7 separate regions of the Mus musculus genome follow, and all the other regions are linked to region 6. A link is a contact called in public ChIA-PET and HiChIP or PLAC-seq data. All regions are on one chromosome and are shown on one strand. The core of a region is the stretch at or near the end of the contact, and the rest is flanking DNA. Distances in the headings are between cores, read along the strand shown.

What was found. ChIA-PET counts read pairs in DNA pulled down with a chosen protein or histone mark. HiChIP or PLAC-seq counts read pairs in DNA pulled down with a chosen protein or histone mark.
Region 1: an HNF4G HiChIP or PLAC-seq map of pancreatic cancer cells shows a contact between it and region 6. The contact joins the enhancer-like site here to the promoter of 2900024J01Rik in region 6. A contact is called at or near these places in 1 of 15 datasets of contacts at CTCF or cohesin (embryonic stem cells), 3 of 484 Hi-C or Micro-C datasets (CD8 T cells and embryonic stem cells) and 17 of 115 datasets of contacts at active chromatin or transcription factors (CD8 T cells, the HPC-7 cell line, T-cell acute lymphoblastic leukemia and 10 more).
Region 2: a contact with region 6 is called in an RNA polymerase II ChIA-PET map of memory CD8 T cells, with 216 read pairs. The contact joins the promoter of Itpkb here to the promoter of 2900024J01Rik in region 6. A contact is called at or near these places in 9 of 39 promoter capture datasets (the 3T3-L1 cell line, the HPC-7 cell line, embryonic stem cells and 4 more), 1 of 484 Hi-C or Micro-C datasets (CD4 T cells), 10 of 115 datasets of contacts at active chromatin or transcription factors (bone marrow-derived macrophages, craniofacial prominence, double positive thymocytes and 4 more) and 1 of 9 other capture datasets (embryonic stem cells).
Region 3: a FOXA1 HiChIP or PLAC-seq map of pancreatic cancer cells shows a contact between it and region 6. The contact joins the enhancer-like site here to the promoter of 2900024J01Rik in region 6. A contact is called at or near these places in 4 of 115 datasets of contacts at active chromatin or transcription factors (bone marrow-derived macrophages, craniofacial prominence, embryonic hindbrain and 1 more).
Region 4: a contact with region 6 is called in an HNF4G HiChIP or PLAC-seq map of pancreatic cancer cells. The contact joins the enhancer-like site here to the promoter of 2900024J01Rik in region 6. A contact is called at or near these places in 1 of 484 Hi-C or Micro-C datasets (large pre-B cells), 3 of 115 datasets of contacts at active chromatin or transcription factors (bone marrow-derived macrophages, large pre-B cells and pancreatic cancer cells) and 1 of 9 other capture datasets (liver).
Region 5: a contact with region 6 is called in an H3K4me3 HiChIP or PLAC-seq map of bone marrow-derived macrophages, with 6 times the contacts expected there. The contact joins the promoter of Stum here to the promoter of 2900024J01Rik in region 6. A contact is called at or near these places in 12 of 39 promoter capture datasets (the 3T3-L1 cell line, 3T3-L1-derived adipocytes, the C10 cell line and 7 more), 1 of 15 datasets of contacts at CTCF or cohesin (pro-B cells), 4 of 484 Hi-C or Micro-C datasets (cerebral cortex, cumulus cells and embryonic stem cells), 13 of 115 datasets of contacts at active chromatin or transcription factors (T-cell acute lymphoblastic leukemia, bone marrow-derived macrophages, embryonic forebrain and 4 more) and 3 of 9 other capture datasets (embryonic stem cells, liver and pancreatic islet).
Region 7: an H3K4me3 HiChIP or PLAC-seq map of bone marrow-derived macrophages shows a contact between it and region 6, with 5 times the contacts expected there. The contact joins the enhancer-like site here to the promoter of 2900024J01Rik in region 6. A contact is called at or near these places in 1 of 15 datasets of contacts at CTCF or cohesin (large pre-B cells), 15 of 484 Hi-C or Micro-C datasets (B cells, the CH12 cell line, the G1E-ER4 cell line and 8 more) and 14 of 115 datasets of contacts at active chromatin or transcription factors (the 230-238 cell line, T-cell acute lymphoblastic leukemia, bone marrow-derived macrophages and 8 more).

Annotation. Positions count from the first base shown.
Region 1 is chr1:180,402,547-180,405,246 of GRCm38.p6, reverse strand. All of the region lies in intron 2 of Itpkb (inositol 1,4,5-trisphosphate 3-kinase B), which reads right to left. It overlaps Gm39712 (a long non-coding RNA gene), which reads left to right. Exons shown (of 5, transcript XR_003948302.1): 1 at 1-262; 2 at 355-539; 3 at 1,286-1,710; 4 at 1,799-1,961; 5 at 2,460-2,700. Among named protein-coding and RNA genes, the nearest start is that of Gm39712, 4.5 kb to the left of the region's middle. Within about 2 kb of position 1,281, at least 216 of the 459 cell types and tissues checked have an H3K27ac peak or open chromatin away from gene starts, as enhancers often do. A contact at or near this core is called in CD8 T cells, the HPC-7 cell line, T-cell acute lymphoblastic leukemia and 2 more, where this site is marked.
Region 2 is chr1:180,329,226-180,331,925 of GRCm38.p6, reverse strand. It overlaps Itpkb (inositol 1,4,5-trisphosphate 3-kinase B), which reads right to left and starts at 1,450. Exons shown (of 8, transcript NM_001081175.1): 1 at 1,147-1,450. It also overlaps the pseudogene Gm5069.
Region 3 is chr1:180,386,268-180,388,967 of GRCm38.p6, reverse strand. All of the region lies in intron 2 of Itpkb (inositol 1,4,5-trisphosphate 3-kinase B), which reads right to left. Among named protein-coding and RNA genes, the nearest start is that of Gm39712, 21 kb to the left of the region's middle. Within about 2 kb of position 1,302, at least 389 of the 459 cell types and tissues checked have an H3K27ac peak or open chromatin away from gene starts, as enhancers often do. A contact at or near this core is called in bone marrow-derived macrophages, craniofacial prominence and pancreatic cancer cells, where this site is marked.
Region 4 is chr1:181,130,771-181,133,470 of GRCm38.p6, reverse strand. Nvl (nuclear VCP-like) reads left to right here. Exons shown (of 23, transcript NM_026171.2): 7 at 2,601-2,700. Among named protein-coding and RNA genes, the nearest start is that of Nvl, 12 kb to the left of the region's middle. Within about 2 kb of position 1,395, at least 33 of the 459 cell types and tissues checked have an H3K27ac peak or open chromatin away from gene starts, as enhancers often do. A contact at or near this core is called in pancreatic cancer cells, where this site is marked.
Region 5 is chr1:180,482,170-180,484,869 of GRCm38.p6, reverse strand. Stum (mechanosensory transduction mediator) reads left to right here and starts at 1,366. Exons shown (of 4, transcript NM_001081227.2): 1 at 1,366-1,742. The coding sequence starts at 1,541.
Region 6 is chr1:180,776,673-180,779,372 of GRCm38.p6, reverse strand. 2900024J01Rik (a long non-coding RNA gene) reads right to left here and starts at 1,412. Exons shown (of 3, transcript XR_373751.4): 1 at 1,314-1,412.
Region 7 is chr1:180,278,508-180,281,207 of GRCm38.p6, reverse strand. No RefSeq gene overlaps it. Among named protein-coding and RNA genes, the nearest start is that of Gm31728, 23 kb to the right of the region's middle. Within about 2 kb of position 1,382, at least 112 of the 459 cell types and tissues checked have an H3K27ac peak or open chromatin away from gene starts, as enhancers often do. A contact at or near this core is called in the CH12 cell line, T-cell acute lymphoblastic leukemia, bone marrow-derived macrophages and 1 more, where this site is marked.

The DNA of each region.
Region 1 (2,700 bases), core at 32-2,531, 370 kb after region 6:
AGATTAGACAATTTGCCGAAGGTGCTAGAGATGGTAAGGAGAAAGCCTGTTGAGAGTCCCAGGTCTGCATCATTCAGCTAGGCTATCTCCTTTGTCATTTGTAACATGTGACTTTATAGCCAGATGAACTTGAGCTCGGCTCCTGTTAGTCCTGCCTGAAGGTCCTGGGCAGGATACCAAACCTCTCTGAGCTTCAGTTTTCTCCATCCTTGTGACATGGAAATACCACTCGGCCAACACCACCAGCTGACGATGACAACAGGTTGTTCTCAAAGTTAAATCCAACTTTGCTTGGGCGAGGCTTGCTACAGTCAGAAACACTGAACCTCTTCCAAGTTCTGTCTGCTCTCTCAGCCCCAACAGCACAAGCCTGCAGGAGATGATGCTGAGGAAGGGCAGCTTGGTCAACAGCAGGACCTGACACCCTCTTCCTCCACCCTGGCCCTCAGCCTGAATCCCACCTTTCCAGGATGACAGAGACAAAGAGGACCAGTCAGATTCTCTGCCAGAAGAATCACCTGAGCCATTTCTGAGCATCTGTGAGTCTTCACAGGATAGTCAGATCCACGAGTCTAGCAGAGAGGCCACCAGAGGCCTTCTAGTCCCATCCCAAGCCAGGGCGCCCTGGGGAGGGTTACTGTGAGCACCTCTGCTCTGTTGTTCCTGAGGCAGAAGGCGCGCGCGCGCGCGCGCACACACACACACACACACACACACACACACACACACACACACACTGCTTTTTCCTGGCTGGAAGATGACATTTTAGAAAGCCAGGCATCTGAAAGGAAGTTCGCCACAGAAAGCAGAAGGAGCTCAAAGGTCACCTTTGCCCCCCTTTCACAAGCAGCTTGCAGAAGGAAAGTTGCTTCTGAAACGGCCTCTGTAGCACTCACGCTCAGAGCCACGGAGGCAGAGAAGTTCCAGGCTCCTAGTGCAAATGCCATGGACACAGGTGGACACACAGAAGGGACAGGGCTGAGCGCAGGGAACTCCCACCTCAGGAATTTCTAACAAGGAAACTTTTGAGGAAGGGCTTACAGGCGGATCCCACAGCTATATTTAGAAAATTATTTCCAAGCAAGGCACACTGGAGCAATTCATATTTCTGAGAGGTAGCGCTGAGTTGCTCGTGGCTAAGGGCACTCTGTAACACAGTGCAGACCTCCTGAGCACCAGAAACCCTTTCCGCCTTCTGAAGACACTTCTGCAGCCCCGTCCTGGCAGAAGCTGACTTGCAGCTCCCGACTGGGCCGTGAGTCACCCAGTTTCCCTCTTCTGACAGGCTGTTCCCGGTCTTGAGAGTTCAGCGGCCATGCTCCTGTTCACGTGCAGACCGCTGGAGGCGAGGCACAGGAAACGGGTTGCCAAAAAGGCACACCAGTGAACCCCCAAGTACGAGCAAGATTCGTCACCCTCAGAACTTGAGGCCAGGGTCATCCTGACGTCTATGAGGATGTGTGACTTTCATAAATAGTCTGACTCATCACTGGTCCTCCTGTATCTGTCACCGTGGGGCCCCCGGTGGTGGCAGTGGGCTCTTACTTAGCCCGTTCTACGCTGCGGTATGAGGATCCCACGGGGCCATCCCAGAGATAGCATACTTGCCTCTCTCTTTCAGAGGTTGCAAACAGGGACATATTCTACCTCTGCTAGTGTCCCCAAGGTGACAGAACTGGAATCATGCTCAACCCGTCACCCTGGCAGCCTGTATGTCCACGGAAGTGGGGAGTGGGGTTTCCCACTCAATAGAGCAGGGGCACTCAGTGGTTCCTTCACTTTTTGCCTTTGGTTACAGGGACTTAACCTTTGTTTGTTGAGACTCCACCAAGCATCTCAAGACCATCAGAGAACGAAACCAATAAACACGGCGGCAACACTCCTATGTGTCACTACCCAGAGGGAGACAGAGTACTTGGTGCACACAAGAGTCCCCTTCTCATCTGCGACGCTTACAGAAGGTTCCCGATTCTCGATTCTCGTAGACTATCACAGCTCTTTCTCACTGGGTAGGGGAATGAAACTCTGAGAATGGCAGAGGCCAAGGAATGACACCGGAGCCGAGGATCCTCCAAGCTAAGGATCTCAACCCAAAGACCTTCTTTGCAGACTGGGTGCAGGCCCAGTTCCCGGAGGCAGGGCTGAAATGCATACTGCCTTTGAGGACCTAGGGAGAGGGATGTCCTTGTAGATGTCCACCTGCTGTCTGTCTGGGAAGGCTGCTTGTCCCAGGGTGGGGGTGGAGCATCTTCTGAACCCTTGGAGCCTGAGAATGGCAGAGGGTGAACAAAGTGTCCCAGGACCTCCATCCTCCCGCAGTGACGAGAGCCCTGTTGGGTAAGCTGGGCCCCCTCAATGTCTCTGGGGACAGCCCATATTTAGGAACTGCAGCATCTCTTCTAGGGAACAGACCAGCTGGTTGATTTATTCTCCTTAACTTTTGATGTTGTTATTATTAGGCACATCTGTCTCTGAGTGAGGTCACCAAGGAAAAACCCAACCAGAGGAAAATAGTTTCAAGCAGTCGTCATTTCAATCTTCGGAAAAAGGAAGCGAGTGGATAAACTAACTACCAGAAGATTCCAGAATTCAGGATGAGCGACGAGGAAAACGGAAAGTATGTGCTCTGGGAACGGGGCAGCTGGGCTGGATGCACAGAGCACCCACAAGCCGCTTCCGCTTCCCTTTCCCCAAGCTTAG
Region 2 (2,700 bases), core at 201-2,700, 450 kb after region 6:
CTCGATATGGCCTCTATTGGTATTTTCCGGCGGTGGTCCACCTCCCCCAGCTTGTGATACACTCCAAGAACACCTAGAATCCCAAATTCTGAAATTAGTCTCGGTAGCCACGCGGATGGCCGAGGGAGGAGGTGCAACTCGCTGGTTCCCTCCTCGAGACTGGCCAGGTTTCCTTGGCCAGAGCAAACACCGGCTATCGAGGATGACAGGCAACCCTGCTCCACCCTCTCAGGACATCAGAGGCCAAGTCACAGGGAACCTGACCCGGACCTGCCTTCCCCAAACCGCTGCTGGAGCCGAGACCTGGAAGGGGACTTGTGTGCCCACCGTTTTCTTTCTGATCCTGGTCTGGGGCTATGCCTCTCGGCCTATGAAAGGCCGGGAAGAGCGCGGGGGTGGGTGGGGGTGGGGCAGTCCAGGCACTTTTCAGCACTAGCCTTGATGTCTGTCTGTCTCCAAACAAGTGTGTTTTGTGAATGTGGGCACGCGTGCGCGCCAGGGAGCAAACTCTGCAGTATCCAGCACTGGAATCAATCCTGGTGGCTCCCTACTGTCCCCTCAGACCCTGCAGCGAGTGTGTGTGTGTGTGTGTGTGTGTGTGTGTGTGTGTGTGTGTTTGGGAGAGGGGATGCATGTCCGCAGCTACTCAGCCCTGCGCGCATCCTGTTAGCGAGGACCCAGCTGCCCCCTCCGGGACCCACACCCCTCGGAGGAACTCTGGGCTTGCTTGCACAGTTGCAGCCCGGAGGCCTTCTAATTGTGCAGGCCTGAGAATTTGCAGCCCTTCGGGGTCCCGCAAGCTAAGCCCCGGAGCAGCGCGGCCGGCCGAGGGCAGGGCCTCGCGCATCCCGGGCAGCCTCGCCTGGCGCCAGGGGAGCCGCCGGGCAAGCCGAGCCCCAGACGCCCGCAGCGCGCCGGGGAGGTGGTGGCGGCGCAGCGGCCCGGAAGGCGATGGGAAAGTCGAATCGCCTCCTCTGCCCCCAAGGCCACGCCACGCTACCGTCCCAAATCAGCCTCCCTTCTCCGTCGTTCTAGCCCTCACCTCCGTGCTGTGCTCGGACCCCGGAACACCCAGAGGAACCCCAGCACAGATGGAGCGGAAAGAGGGTTCAGAGACGAGGGCCAGGAAGGAGCCGCCACGCTTACCTGCAATTGCTCAGACTTCCAGGTCCCGTGCAGGCGACATGCCCCGGGGACTCCGGGCTCGTACAGACCAAGTGGCTTAAAGTTTTTTTAAAAAAATAAAAAAGCTCCCAAAGGGTTTCCGCAACAACTTATGGAAGACGGAAAAAGTGGGGTGCAACGAAGCTGAATGTACCGGCGCAGGGACTAGGCGATCCCGGAGGGGACACCGCCAGGCCGACCCTGCGTTGCTCTGTGCTTGGTTGGAGACACTACCGCTGTCAGCGTCTGCTCCCTGCTACTTCAGTGTTTGTTCAATGTAAGATTTAAAAAAAAAAAAAAAAGTTGGGGGTTGAGGGAGGAGGCAGAGAGGCGGGGGCTTGGGGGAGGAAAGCAGGAAGGAAGTTGTGAGCCTGTCTGGGGTTGAACTCAGCGGAACAAGTTTTTCTTTTCTTCTTTTTTTTTTTTTTTTCTATTGCTTGGCAAACCGAGGGAGGGAAACACTTAAAAAAAAAGTTTCCATTGTTAGCTAACAAAAAAAAAAAAAAAAAAAAAAAAGACTTTAACTTCTGCGGGTTAAAGATATACGATTTATTTTCCATCCCTCGACCAAGGTTTGCTGGTGTCTAGTTTTATGAAGCTACGTTTGAAAACTGTTTTTAATAAAATTTTGAGTGTGCTAAACAAAGCTGCTGGGGGGGGGATTTTTCTAGCATCGAAAGAGGGGTAATATTCTGCCTAAGCAGAGGGTGTACTTGTACTACAATAGGCAACTTTTTACAAGGTATATTGCATATATTGCAGGGCATTTCCTTGCACAGTTTTAGGTTTTAATGCACCATGGTAGAATTTTGGAAGACTGGTTGGACTGTGAGCTGCTGAGTGTCTTGTAGGCTAGATGTGTGAAGGAGCTCTGCATTAAGCAGTTATCTATAAACGCACACAGAGGCTGTGCTGTTCGCGTATTTTTGCACTCAACTCTCAAAAAGTTATTTTAAGAAAAAGCATAGTCCTGGGGCTGAGGCCCGATCAATGTCTTCAACCACTTGCTCAGTCTCCTGTGAATTTACTCCTGCGTTTTCAAGGGTTCTACTCTACCCTCAAATAAAGGGGGGGGGGCACCAGGCAACACTGGAGGGCGGGGGACACTCCCTGCCCCCATACACACACACTTAAGCCCCACCCGGCACTGCAAGCCTGTTTTGCATAATTCCCTAAATCTTAAACTCTAGCGTTTAGTGGAAACAGGGAACACAGCTGCGAGGTTTAGGAGATTTAAGAATCCTAAGCTTGTATCCGCCCATATATCCTGATTAGCCAAACCTCGGATGGAAAACCTGACCGCCTGTAGCAAGCAGACAGCTTACTTGTTTATGTAACAATACCGTTGAAGTGAGCAAAGCAACCTGCAGCTTGGTCAGGAAAAGACTCAAGCAAATTTGAAACCAAGAGCCCTTCCAGCCAAGAATTCCTGGAATCGGACAAGTCCTTTCTGGTTTTGTTTTGTTTTGTTTTTGTTTTATTTTTTATTTTTTTTAACATACCCTGGAAGGCTTGAATCTGGTTTCCCTCTCACCC
Region 3 (2,700 bases), core at 53-2,552, 390 kb after region 6:
GCTTAGCCTCCCACGTGTTGGGTTTACAGGAGTGAGCCACCAACCTGGCCCCATTTGCCCTTTTGTAATCAAACAAACAAACAACAAACAAACAAACAAACAAAACAGAGCTGAGCTACAGCTTTGGTAAGGTTTGTTCACAGGAGACTCATTCTAAGCCACTCAGTTACCAGGAAGGTGGTTTCCTGTGTTTAGAGTGAGGCCACCCCAGAAGGGCTCACAGGTGTCAATCAACAACTCTGCTGGAGAAAAGGGGCAGGCAGCCAGGATGCAGGAAGGGGGCATCCCCAGGGCCAAGCCCTAGGCAAGCATTACTCTGAGGGTAAGTCTGCATGGGAAAGGCTGTCCTGGGAGTCCCTAGTCACTTTCTCTAGGGATTAGAGCTTTGGTTCCTTTCCAAAACAGCACTTACTGACTCTCAACATGTTCCTGTTGTTCGTTTTGATTGCAATCTTGCCATTTGTGAAAATTAAAACATACCTGGATGCTAAAGAAGACTATCTCCTAATGTGCCAGCCATCTCCTGGGTCCCCTCATCCCTTCGGTGCCTTTGATCTCTTTTAAGTCTGGTGTATTACACTCCTGGAATTTAGAGAGGAGCTAATCTTGTCTTACAGTGTCTTGAGTCTGACAACCCCCAAGCCAAATATGTCAGTTCTCAGCCTCCACGCAGAAAACAGACTGATTAACCACATGAAGGCAGACACCAGGGGTCTTTGAGATGCTGTGGATAGAATGGTTCCCGAGGAATATCTTTAACGTTCTAGTTCCCTTTTAACTGATGTTTGGGGGAGGGGGAGATAAGAGATGGACATTTTTCTCTATCAGGGTAACTCAAGGCTTTACTTAAAATTGCTTAGGAATGGTAATAAACACAAGCAATGCATGAGGAAAAACCTACCAAGGATGACTGCAAGGATTTTTATTTCGTTCTCTGAATTAACCCACAACAGATGTGAATGTTTCAAAAAAAAAAAAAAAAGTTAAATGTTACTGTTTTAAATCACATTTCACAGGCAAGAGCCAAGAAAGCGTCTGACTTTTGAAACCACTTTCACCAGTGTAGAAGGCGTCGTTCTCAGCTGGAGAGAAAAATCTGAGAGGAATCCAGAGAATGCCACGCAGGGGAGAAGACAGAAATGTCTCTGTAGTCTCTTACTGATGTCGGAGTCTAGGACCTGTTCACCGAGGCTAACAGCTCAAAGTCATCAGAGCCCTCAGGCCGCTAGGGACCGCTCCAGGGTGGCACATCCCATTCCTGATGGAGGGTGGGGCCTGCAGGCATAGGGTGTCCAGGACATGGCTCCACCCCGCCTTTCCATGACGTCAGGCTCCGGGGGAAGGGCCGAGTGCGTGAGAGGCGGGGCACTGCGCTAGGAAAGAAGGGCGGAGCTAAATAAGGGGTGGGCCGGAAGAAGGGAGGGCATTGCAGAGGAGGGAGGGGCGGAGCAGAGTTAGGGGAAGCCGGAGTTCTAAGACTCTGACAAAGCGCTAGTCTTCCTTCCTGAAACCAGTTTGCCTTCCTGAAAGGCAGCCCCGACTTTATAACTTAGTTTGGAGGGAGAGGTCGGAGGTAGGGAATGTCTGTGGCCACGAGTAGAGGGGACAGAAATTCGTCCCTTTTATGACCAGAAGAATTAATGCTAAACAATCAGGGAACTTTAAGGAAAAGGAGAGCAACGACTCCACAGAAGAGAGGAAGAGGAATAGAGAGTGCGCATGTTTCCCAGCAGGTACACAGAGGCAGACATCTGTGAAAGGAATTTGTTTAGAGTCGCGACTCAGTTTAGTTGAAGCAAAAGCAAAGTCAGAGAGAGGAACTGAACAGTTTCTGTTGTCCCAGACACAATTTAAAGCGAATTTGTCCACTGACGGACCTTCTCTGTCCACGTGCCTTAAAGCCTCTGGACACAGCAGAGCCTGTCCCTGGGGCCAAGCAAGGGAGAAAATTCAATGTGAATGCAAGACACCTCCATCCCGATCAGGGCGCTCAAGCCTTGTGAGAAAGGGTCCCCCAGATGAACAAGTGGTCAGCATTTGAGGCCAAGTCCCTGTCCCTGTGTTTGCCAGCTCCTTTAGAATCGCTGGAACCTCCACTTGAGCCGGGGGGGGGGGGGAGAGGGAAAACAGGGGGGGGGCGGGAGGGGTGGTGGTTGGGGGGTCAACCTGTATCACTTGTGTGGACATTTACCTTAACACCTTGCTCAGCTTGCCTCCTCTCACTATGTAAAATTCAGTGATACATCAGAAAACAGTACTTGGGGCACACAGCCCCCACACACTGCTGCAGCCCCCCCCCAACCTCTGTCTCTTTTCTGGGACCCACAGTCCCAGCTGACACGGCCCTCTGCCCTAAGGGATGGTACTTTATTACTGTGGATTAGTCAGCGAGTCTGTTCCTATAGACACTACCATCCTTCAAAAGGTGAAAAGAAAGGGAAGAGAAGGAATTAGTAATACACTGTGGGTATATATTCCATTCCTGTCGTTACTCAAGAGAGCTCCCACCTATTCCCTGAGCTAGGCCAGAGTTGGGAAGTCTTAAGAAACGGATACAACTACAGGCCAAATCTAGCTCAGGCTAGCTGACAGAATGCAACTGCTTATAGCATATAGAAAAACACCTTCATCAAGGTAAAATGTTTGATCCCAATATTAAATATAAGCTCTAAAAGAAAGATCAATTTACAGCTGGGCACT
Region 4 (2,700 bases), core at 146-2,645, 350 kb before region 6:
AAAATTTTGTGTCCAAATTAGGATGTGCTACAAATTTTCAGTATATTTGGCATGTGAAGAGTTAATTAAAAGCACAGTATAAAATATCATTAGTGCTGGGTACTGGTAGCAAACACCTTTAATCCCACACTTGGGAAGCAGAGGCAGCCAGATCTGTCTGAGTTCGAGGTCAGCCTAGACTATAGGGCGAGTTTCAAGACAGTGCTGCACAGAGAAACCCTGTGTAGCTGTCTCTTTTTGCTAACTTTGGCTACTTTGTGGGTTCTTCTTTCTTCCACCCTTTCAACCCCTTAAACTAGATAGGAAAGAAAAAGGGGTAGAAAGGAAAGGGGGTGTTATCATTAGACTGTTTTCTGCTGACTAGGGGCAACTGGTTCCATAGGGCAAGTCTGATCTTTGCTATCAGAATATCTAGTTTCTTCTTTCTTCTTGCATAGGACTACTTAACAGACCACACCAATAGCAAACAACCAACAACCCACCACACCTCTTGGGGACCCTAGCATTTTATATGATCTCTGAAAAGTACCCAGAATTTCAAACGTCAACACTATCTCAAAAACTGATGCTGGCAAAATCACGCCTGTTAGAGCATAAGGCAAATCGTAGTCAGATGTTGTGGACAAACTGAAACCAGTATCCCACACTTAGCATTAAAACAAAAGCATGAGCTGGGTGTGGTGGTGCGAAAAAACAAAAACAAAAAAACAAAAAACAAAAAAAAACCCTAAAGCATATTCCCATAATATTTCTGTGTTTTTCAAAGAAAACAATCCAAAATTGTCAGCTACAATCTTGTCTCAAAAAACAAAACAAAACAAAAAAACAAAACAAACCACCTCATTAGCAGCTGAGCTTAGACATGTTGCTGGTTGCCTTGGAACTTGTCCTATAGACTGAGCTGCCTTAAATTTGAGGCAGTCCTGCTTCTGCCTCCTGACTGCTGGGACTCTGCTCATTAGTAACTTCTTGTATTAACTGTGTTGAAAGGAGAGTGTTCGGGGTGTGTTAATTAAAATAGATTTGTTGGTAGATGAGTGTGGCTCAGTGGTTCATTTAGTGCTTAGAATATGTAAGGCTCTGGGTTCAGTAGTTTGCACCTATGAAATGCCTCTTTATTGTCTACATTTAAGTGTGTGTTGTTAGTGTGCTGTGAGGTGTACACAGTGATATATACAACATGTGTGACTTGTGATGTGCTTCTCCTGAACAGTGCTGCTGTAACTCGTTTCTCAGCACCAAGCCTTGGTCTGGCGGATTCTTTCATGTGTGCCTACGTGCACATGAGCGTGTTTATTTGCAAATGCATGTGTGAGTCACATACCAGAGAGCAATGTCAGATGTCTCTCAATTGCTCTCTACCTTTTCTTTGAGAAAGAACAGTCAGCCGGTCACTGGTGACTCATGCCTGAGTTTCAAGGCTACCCTGGTTTCAGAGTGAATTCCAGGACAGCCAGGGCTACCCAGAGAAACCCTGTAATAACAACAAAAACAACAGAATAAACTTAAAGCACACACGGAAAAGGGGATGTCTGTGATCTCAAAATATCTCACTAAATGTGAGGCTTTCTAGTTGTGCTATCCTGGCTCACCAGCAAGCTATAGGCATATAGCTATAGCATCCTCTTGTCTATAGGCATATAGCTATAGCATCCTCTTGTCTATAGGCATATAGCTATAGCATCCTCTTGTCTATAGGCTATAGCATCCTCTTGTCTATAGGCATATAGCTATAGCATCCTCTTGTCTATAGGCATATAGCTATAGCACCCTCTTGTCTATAGGCATATAGCTATAGCACCCTCTTGTCTTTGCCTTGCCAGCACTGGCATTACAGACCGACCTCATTGCACACAGCTTTTTATGTGTGGGTGGGGAGGGGTCTGAACTCAGACCTCATGATTTTATGATACTTTACAAACTGAGACCTATTTTGTTTTGATTTTGGATCTTGAAATAGGCTATTATTATTATTATTATTATTATTATTATTATTATTATTATTATATGTAAGTACACTATAGCTATCTTCAGACACACCAGAAGAGGGCATCAGATTTCATTACAGACAGTTGTGAGCCACCATGTGGTTGCTGGGATTTGAACTCAGGACCTCTGGAAGAGCAGTCAGTGCTCTTAACCGCTGAGCCATCTCTTCAGCCCTTGAAATAGGGTTTTTTTTTGTAGCCTAGTCTAACTTTGAAATTGTTATGAGGCTAAAAATGCCTTAAACAGATTCTTCTGTTTTTACTCCAAAGTGTTGAGGTTGCAGGTTTTCCATTTACACTATTAGTGGGCTGTTCCCCAGTATCTTTACTTTAAGCTACAAGTATTCAACTATCAAGAACATTATTATAATTGGTAAGAACCTGATGTTTATATGCCTCAAGTCTTTTAGAAGAGATTAACTGGCACAGGTGAGAAAAAAATTATCAAATAAAAAATTTAAGCTTTCAGGTTTCTGAAAGAAGGCAGAATCCTTGAGCAAAGAGATTGCGAGTAGTTAGCAGTGCTATAGCACAAATGGATATAGCTGTCCTTGAAGAAACATCTGTTAGCATTGTAATCTGAAATACAGAATTTTTGTATTTTCTCCCCAGATTTTAAAAGACTCTTCTCTTTTGGAAAGTGATAAGAAAAGGAAAGGTAGGGCAAAGGGCAAAGGAAACAAAAGAAAAACAGAGAATCTTCAAGAAGTAG
Region 5 (2,700 bases), core at 117-2,616, 290 kb after region 6:
GAAATGTCATTTATGCATATGGGTTTTGGAAAGAGATCACCTGCTCCACATTATCATGGACGATTATGCTTTAATTGCTCCATCTAGAAAACACAGTACTATGTAGTGCTTTGTACAGTTAAGGCAGGCATTGAATGTGGTTAAGAGTTTGGGATGCTGCCCAACAGAGGATGCTGTGATAAACATTTAAAATAAAACATACCTACAAGTAGTTTCTGTTGGCCATTAAATCTTGACCTGCATCACTTTCTGGGAGGGGCTTTAGTGACTGATAACTCCCCTACAGTTGGATGCATGGGAAGGTCCCAGTCCCAGAACCTTCGAACCTTCAGCATATCCCAGCCAATTTGTCACTGGCTCTGCGGTACTATCATTGTAATGACTACAATCCTGCAGGCTACCTTGTAGACTTAAAATATTTATCTATTTAGAAGTGTAGTCTTGCTCAAGTTGGTCTTGAATTTGATAGGAAGAGAGCCTCCTACCTACACCTCTCAAGGATGGGATTGCAGCCATGAAGCACGTGCCCCGCTAGAGGAGGTCATTTTCATCGGAGTAGATGAAGGGTCTTATTGAAAAGACTGAATTAGGCTCTTGGTTTGGACTCTTGCCAAGTCTATTCGCTTATTCCCACCGGTGCATCGTTAACACCAGGGGGCGCTGTGGGCGCACCGCATCTTCACCAGGTAGTCATAACTGGCCCAGATGTCCCGCAGCAGCACACTGGTCAGGGCATGGTTCCCACTACCAGCTCCGTGGCTCCCTCAAGCAAGCATTCCTTTCCATTTTCGTTTCTATGTGTGTGAACTTATACGTGAGACAGTGTGTGTGTGTGTGTGTGTGTGTGTGTGTGTGTGTGTGTGGGCGCGTGAAGGGAACATCTCTTGCAGACATGCATGGGTTTATAAAGCTGTAAGCTATATTTCTCGCTTCCAGTCCTATCAGCATCTGTGACTCGAAACACGTTGCTTTTTCTCCGTGACTCGAAATGCAAAGTGTTTCTAGGTTTCAGGCTTCAAGCGTCCCTAGCCCCCACCTCCCTAGCATTAAATGCACACTCCAGAAGAGAGATTCAACCTTGAGGCTTTTCCAACTGAATCAGCCTAGTGCACGCCCAGCTCTCCAGGACCTTGAGTGAGGTTCTCAGTTCACCTGTGCTAGGAGGGTGAGGCACATCCATCCCTCTGGGTACCTAGACCACCAGCATCCTTGCGCTCTCCTTGCGCTTTCTTCCCTTGCTGGGGTCTCCATTGCTGGTGAACCAAGGGCTTTGCAGAGAGGTGTGGAGGGGGCGGGGAAGGGGCCCGGAGGGGAGGGGCGAGGGAGCGCTGTCACAGAGTGTCACGCTGCCCCTCCCGCCCTCCGCCCGGAGTGGGGGCGTGGAGCGCGGGAGGGCGGGCTTCTCCGCCAGCCTCGCAGCACCCGGAGCGCACTGGCCTCCTGAGAAGGGCGCATAGCGCGCTGCCAGGAGCCCGCAGCCGGCCGCCGTCTGCCCTGGTGCCCCGGGCGGCTGCAGGGTTCCTGGAGAGCGCGTCCAGCCATGGAGCCTTTGCACAAAGACGCCGAGACCGCGGCGGCGGCGGCGGCTGTGGCAGCGGCAGATCCCCGGGGGGCATCGTCGTCCAGCGGGGTGGTCGTGCAGGTTCGCGAGAAGAAGGGGCCCCTGCGCGCCGCCATCCCCTACATGCCCTTCCCGGTGGCTGTCATCTGTCTCTTCCTCAACACTTTCGTGCCGGGATTGGGTAAGAAGTGTGTGTGTGGGCGACCCTTGTGACCCCTTTAACCCCTGCGGTCCCTGCGACCTGGGCTGCCTGATGGAGACCAGGCAGGGCAGAGGTAGGCACTGGCTGAGACCCGTGGATGTGTCCACCAGCTTCAGGCTGTGCTCCCACGGTTGGTATCTAGCAGGTGGCTGAAGCCTGTGGCGTGGGCATCCTAGAGAAGAGGTACCACGCTGGGGGGGTCTCCGACCCACAAGCGAGGTGGCCAGGCAGAGAAGAGCTATGAAATTGACAGAGAATCTTGGAGTCCCAAGCAGGGACCCGACGGCTCACTGGCTCCAGGCTAGGCTACTGTCCAGAAGAGTGGAATCTTGGCCCTTCTTCCCCATCAAGTGCGTCTGTGATCCCTTTACTTCGGGAGGAGAGGAGGCCGAACAGGAAGAACTCAGGGCTGTGATGGGGTTGACCAGGCTCCAGGGAGTCTGGGAAGTCGGTTGAGCTGGGGGAAGGGAGACACACAGTTTCAGGAGACACACTGCATCAGGTCACGCTTTCACGCGGTGCAGAGCCTGTGGAGGTGGCAGTTCTTTAGCCAGAGTCTCTTTTCCTGGTGTCCGCTTTTCTGCCTGACACTTCGCAGTACACCGACGGAAAGGGGTGATTTTATTATTCCGTTTGCATGCATGTGTATTTAGACTGCATGTGACCAGAAGTGAGCCGGTAAGAAAGCGAAGAGTGAGCCTTGATAAGTCTGTATTAGGCTCTGGCTGTCTGGACACACCCCAAAGCCACTGCTGTCCCAAAATAGTGCCTAAGGGTGAATAAAGTTAAAGAATGAGAGCTTTCTTGATCGCCTCTCTCCAGCACCCATCTCTGCCTGCATGCCCTTCCCCCACTTCCAACTTGATCTCCTGCCACGGGTGGACCCTGCACACGAGACGGAGGCGCCCTCCTCGGCAGCGTGCAGGGCTGCAGAAGC
Region 6 (2,700 bases), core at 163-2,662:
GGAGACTGAGGCAGGCTGATCTTTCCATCGAGGCCAGCCTGATCTACAGAGAGTTTCAAGCTAGCTACACCTACGCATACTGTACCGTCACGCACTCCATAAGCAGAGGTGGCTGGCTGGTGGTTCCTTCAGGTGTTTTCCCCTGTCTCGCATCTCGCATGGAGACCTGTCTGACCAGTATCTGTTCCGCCCTACCCTTGGATGTCCAATGTGTGCATCAAACCCAGCATGCCCCAAACTGCCGTTCTGACTCCCACACCACCGGTGGAACCAGCAGGGCCAGTCTTCATCTTTGGGAGTGAGCCTGTGAGGCTGGCTTGCTCTTTCCCAACCACCCAGTCCCAACACTAAACACGTCTACACAGCTCTGTCCTGCTCCATCCTCTTCCTGCCTCTCCTCCCGTGAGCTTCCATGGCCATCTGCCCACATGTATGTTTCAATTCTGTCTTTTTTTTTTTTTTTTCAAGTTTTGGGAAAGAGGATTTTTGTGTTTGCTTTGTAGCGATAATTTGTTTGTTTAAGTCAAGGGCTCAGTACCTGGCTAACTTTACCTATGGGAGATCCTCTTCCCTCTGCCTCCAGAGTGCTGGAATTACAAGCTTCCCACCACATCGGCTTCAATAAATATTTTCAATGAATGATGACTTTCAGGTGGGAAAACACCTCCAACCAATCTAGAACAGGCGCCCTGTCCAGAGTTGTAAAAAAAAAAAAGGGTTTGGGAACTCCAGCCACCGTACGGGGAGTGAGCCTCCTGCGGAGGCACTGGGACCTGACTATCCGCAAGATGCAGGCATGGACTGACCACACAGCGCCCAAGCGGCCGGTGGGACGCTTCCTGATCCGTCCTCTCTTGGCGACTGGGAAAGAGAGAGGTGGCTTTGGCTACAACTGCTTCTGGGCCAGGTAATTCTAGAGAAAGGAATGACGCGCACCTATGGGCACCAGCTGCAGAGTTGTTTGGGTGCTCCTAAGTGACCAAAGGTCCCCGAAGCCCGATCCGGAGGAGGAGCTACGGCCGCTGCATACGGGCGGGGTGGCCCAGGGCGTGCGCGCTCCCGAGGAATGGCAATCGGGCGTCGCGGCTCCAACGCCTAATTTACCAAGGCGAGCCCAGCCCTGCCCTACGGTGTCTGTGACCTGCCCACCGAGTGGGTCCCCAACCAATGAACCTCAGCTCTCGTGAGCCACAGCTCCATGGGTCCCAAATGTCCCTGGCTCCTGTGGGTCCCAGGCTTCCCCGTCGCCTGCCCCGGCAGACAAGGAGGGGTCATTTACCGCGAAGACGAAAATCTTTCCAGGAAGTTTGTACCTATTAATATTGCTGTTCCTGGCAGCAGCTCTCCGCGCGGGGCGGGGGCAGGGCAGACCCTGCAGCTGCTTCTACCGCCTAGTGTCCGCCTCTGGCCCGGGACAAGGAGCGGAGGGCAGCTCTAGGTCCCCACGCCTACGGCGGGGGCAGGACCTGCTCGGATGCTCAAGGCGCCAGAGCCCAGCGGCTTGCCCGCGAGCAGCGCGCGGTGGGACCCGGAAGATCCCGAGGCCAAGGCGCAAACCAAGAGCTGGGACTCGGGAGGGGGAAGGGAGAGGGAAGAGAGGGATCCTTGCATCGGTTACCAGAGGCCGCTAGGCCGCGCCGTTCCCCCAAAAGAAAGCTGGTCCCGGAAGCAGGTATGCTCCTGCAGTGGGAGACCATGAGCCTCGGGGCCCTGGAGAGGTTGGGACCCTGGTTCTGACCTTGCTATGGTTTCACAGCCGCAAGGCGCTGCAGCAGAAATTTGATATTCGAAAGCTTGTGGCCTCCTCGCCACCACCTTGCAAGACTGTCTCCAGTCACAGACACAGACATTAGAGGTCGTAGTGTTGTTTTGTTACTCAGTGCAAGGCCTGGTGTGTACAACAGGATCTCTTAGAAAGAAGCACAGCTGTTTTCCTGCAGTAGCGGCCCCGGAACCACACGACCGGCAGCTCCAGCCCCAGACCACAGCTCGCTGGATTTTCAGAAGTTCCTTGGGCCAGAAGTGCCAGCCAGATCACTCTTTCTCTCAGGTCACATATGGTACATAAATCACTTTGCAAAAGAACCTTAATTTATGACTCTTTTGGGTGTTTATGTAGATAAGCAGTAATTTAGTCATCCCTGAAGTGGTGATCCCTGGACACCTCAAGTGTTAACTGTCCAGAGTATGAATTAAAGTCCCTGTGTCACACCGTCTCTTCCTCAGAATTCTAGAGTCCTCTGCAGGGTGCTCTGGTAATCATCTTCCTCCTCCTCCTCCTCCTCCTCCTCCTCCTCCTCCTCCTCCTCCTCCTCCTCCTCCTCCTCCTTCTTCTTTCCCGAGACAGGGTTTCTCTGTGTAGCCCTGGCTGTCCTGGAATTCACCCTGTAGACCAGGCTGGCCTCGAACTCAGAAATCCGCCTGCCTCTGCCTCCCAACGTGCTGGGATTAAAGGTGTGCACCACCACTGCCCCGCTCTGTTAATCTTCTTGCTCAGGATGACCAGGCCTATTCTGTGCAGGGACTCTGTCCAGCTCTGCGTGGAGGGCAGTGCCCACAAGTCACCAGTATTGAGACACGGAAGGACAGAGGTAAAGTATTTATTTCCTAATGTCCGCCTTCCAGCCTTCAGGGTCTCTTGGAAGCTCAGGGCCCATGTGGTTCTCCCAGATGGCTTGCACTAGCTTGACAGGGGACTGT
Region 7 (2,700 bases), core at 133-2,632, 500 kb after region 6:
AATGTGCTATTTATTAAGTTTTCTAGGCCATACATTCAATTCTTTTTTTTTCTCTCTCAAGACAGGGTTTCTCTGTGTAGCCCTGGCTGTCCTGGAACTCACGCTGTAAACCAGGCTGGCCTCGAACTCAGAAATCCACCTGCCTCTGCCTCCCGAGTGCTGGGATTAAAGGCTTGAACCTCCACTGCCCAGCTATACATTCAATTCTTCTACATACAAGGATGGTTTTCCGGTTTCCATGTGCCTTACAGGCTGGGGCTACACTGTGTGATTGAGCATGGCAGACCCTTGGCCACTCCTGCTGGGTCACAGGAGTCCCTGCTCACAGGTCCAGAAATGCCATGTGCCTTTGAGATGTGTGTGTTTGTCCTGAGCCCCGGGACCTTGCTTACTTTAGTGCCCTTAGCCCTTGAGCTCCCTGAGACACCAGAGCATCCTAAATTATAGCATTATAATTGATAGAATGTCAATTAAGAGATGTCTGTATCTTGTGACTTTAGGAGTTCATAATGACCTAAAAATTACCCCTAGCCAACAGAGCTGCATTGTTACATGCCTTGAAGATGAATATGCTTTACTGGAGCTGTCATCAGATGATATCCTCACCAAGGAAGTCAGCAAGACATCTGCAGGCCAGGCCCCTTTGCTGACGATTCACATGTCCAAACCGACCTTACAGATTCATACAAGTCCCTAATAGCAGATGCCTTACACCTCAAGGCCCTCAAGAGGACGGAAGACAAAAGATCTGTGAAGTCAAAATAAACGTGAGCGTGTTTTATTATTACTGCCTTGTTCCATCCTCACCCAAAGTGAGGTGGCACACAGATGATATATGAATAACAACTTGAGAGTAATTTTTGAATATGTCTGAAGATCTGTTTGAAGGCATATCATTTCTTGGCCAGCAAAAGGACTAAGCATAGAGAATCTCTGTAGCTGTACGACACTGGACTATACCCCACCCCCTTGTGTTTTGGCTTTAAAATCCTTGATTAGTAGCTTGCTTTAAGTAAATAGTAGTAGCTGGTGCTGTTGGAGAGCACGGTCTGTTTGCCATTTGACCTTTATTTTTAGATCTGGAATCTGTAAGAATGAAAGCAAAGTAAGGGTTCCCGGTACAGTTAGCCATCCTAGAGGAAGCAGAAGAGCAGGCAAGGCTGTGGGGAGTGGAGGAGAACCTGTAGCTCCCTCACCCTGCAGGAGGTGACTCTTCTGGAAGCTCCACCCAGGCAGGAAACCCCTCCGCGCTTGCGCATTTCAGCATTTCTGTATTTCGTCAGCCCTGCACCTGCTGGAATCTCCTGTCTGGCATGGACTCTGTACAGTCACCTGGTGTCCCCAGCACAGAACACCCTGAGGTCTTTTTCCTACTCAGTCAGATGCCAGAGGGTGTGGCCAGCTTTAGTTACAGAGGGAAGAACAAAAGTCATTTCACCTCTCCTGCGGAGCCTCTCAAACTGCTGGCACAGCTCCAAGCCTCTCAAACTGCTGGCACACTGCGGAGGGACGTTGCATAAACTCAGGGCCAACCCTTTTGGGTTTACCATTTAGAAATGAAAACCTGGGTTCTTCGATCCCAAACTGCTCTGTACTTACTGCAGGCCCATCTTGTCTTTGCTGCTCATCTGCAGCCTTTCTAACAGAAAGACCCACAGCAGTCACCATGTCACTGCCTACTTCTTTTGGGAGGTGACCCTGGGGAAATCCACATCGGTGTCATATGGGAAAAATGACAACCCCAACCACTGAAAACACTAAACTATTAAGCGCTATACCTAAGCACAGTATCGTATACCAGAATGTGGACAGTTCCTCCTCTCCCCAGCCTCCCCTCTCCTAGGAGTTAAACAACTAATAGATACAAAGTTGCATCCAAGTGCCCTTGCCACCACTCATGTACAAGTTCAAAACGGCCTCTGTGTTTATCAGGAAATGCTAGAGTCCTAGTTTCTACCATCTGGCTATTCAAACATTTCTAACCATGATTTACATGTGCCCATTAGGAGGCTTCCTCCATTCAAATGAGATCTTTCTTTTTCCATAACCTAGAGATTTAGTTGAAAATGACCAGGTAAGAAAATCGAAAACTTCCAGGAAGGAAGGGCACAGCAACATACTTACGTGGGTTATCCGGGCTTGCCTCTCTCTCTGGAAACATGTTAGGTGGAGCCTGAGGCCACTGCAGAACAGCTAACTCATCTCCAAATTTTGTTTGCTGAAGCCCTTTCTGGTCTGCAGAATGGGCGTGATAGAGCCAGAATCCTCAAAGTGTCTGTGCTTGGTATGTATCTTGGCACCCATCACGGATTCCTTACATCTAAAAGACCTGTGGGGGACCCAGAAGACTCAGGCAGGTGTCCCTTGGCAGTCAAGAGAACTCGGCAGTTGTTCATGACACATCTGATCCCACGAGCGAAAGAGTCTGCAAAGAGATAAGCTTTGTGTGTCCTACATTGAGTAACAGACGGATTGCTCTCTTTTATCCTATTCAAATCGGCCCCGAGTCATCATGGTTGCACATTTTTGTAATTCCAGCACTTGTAAGGCGGAGGCAGGAGATCAGAAGTTCCAGGTAGCCTCTACAACATACCACATTCAAGGCCAGCCTTGGCCACAGGAGAGCCTGTCTCAATCAAACAAACTATGTTGCCCGTGAACCTTTAGCAGCATTTCAAGTGGAAGCCTGTAGAACTCCAT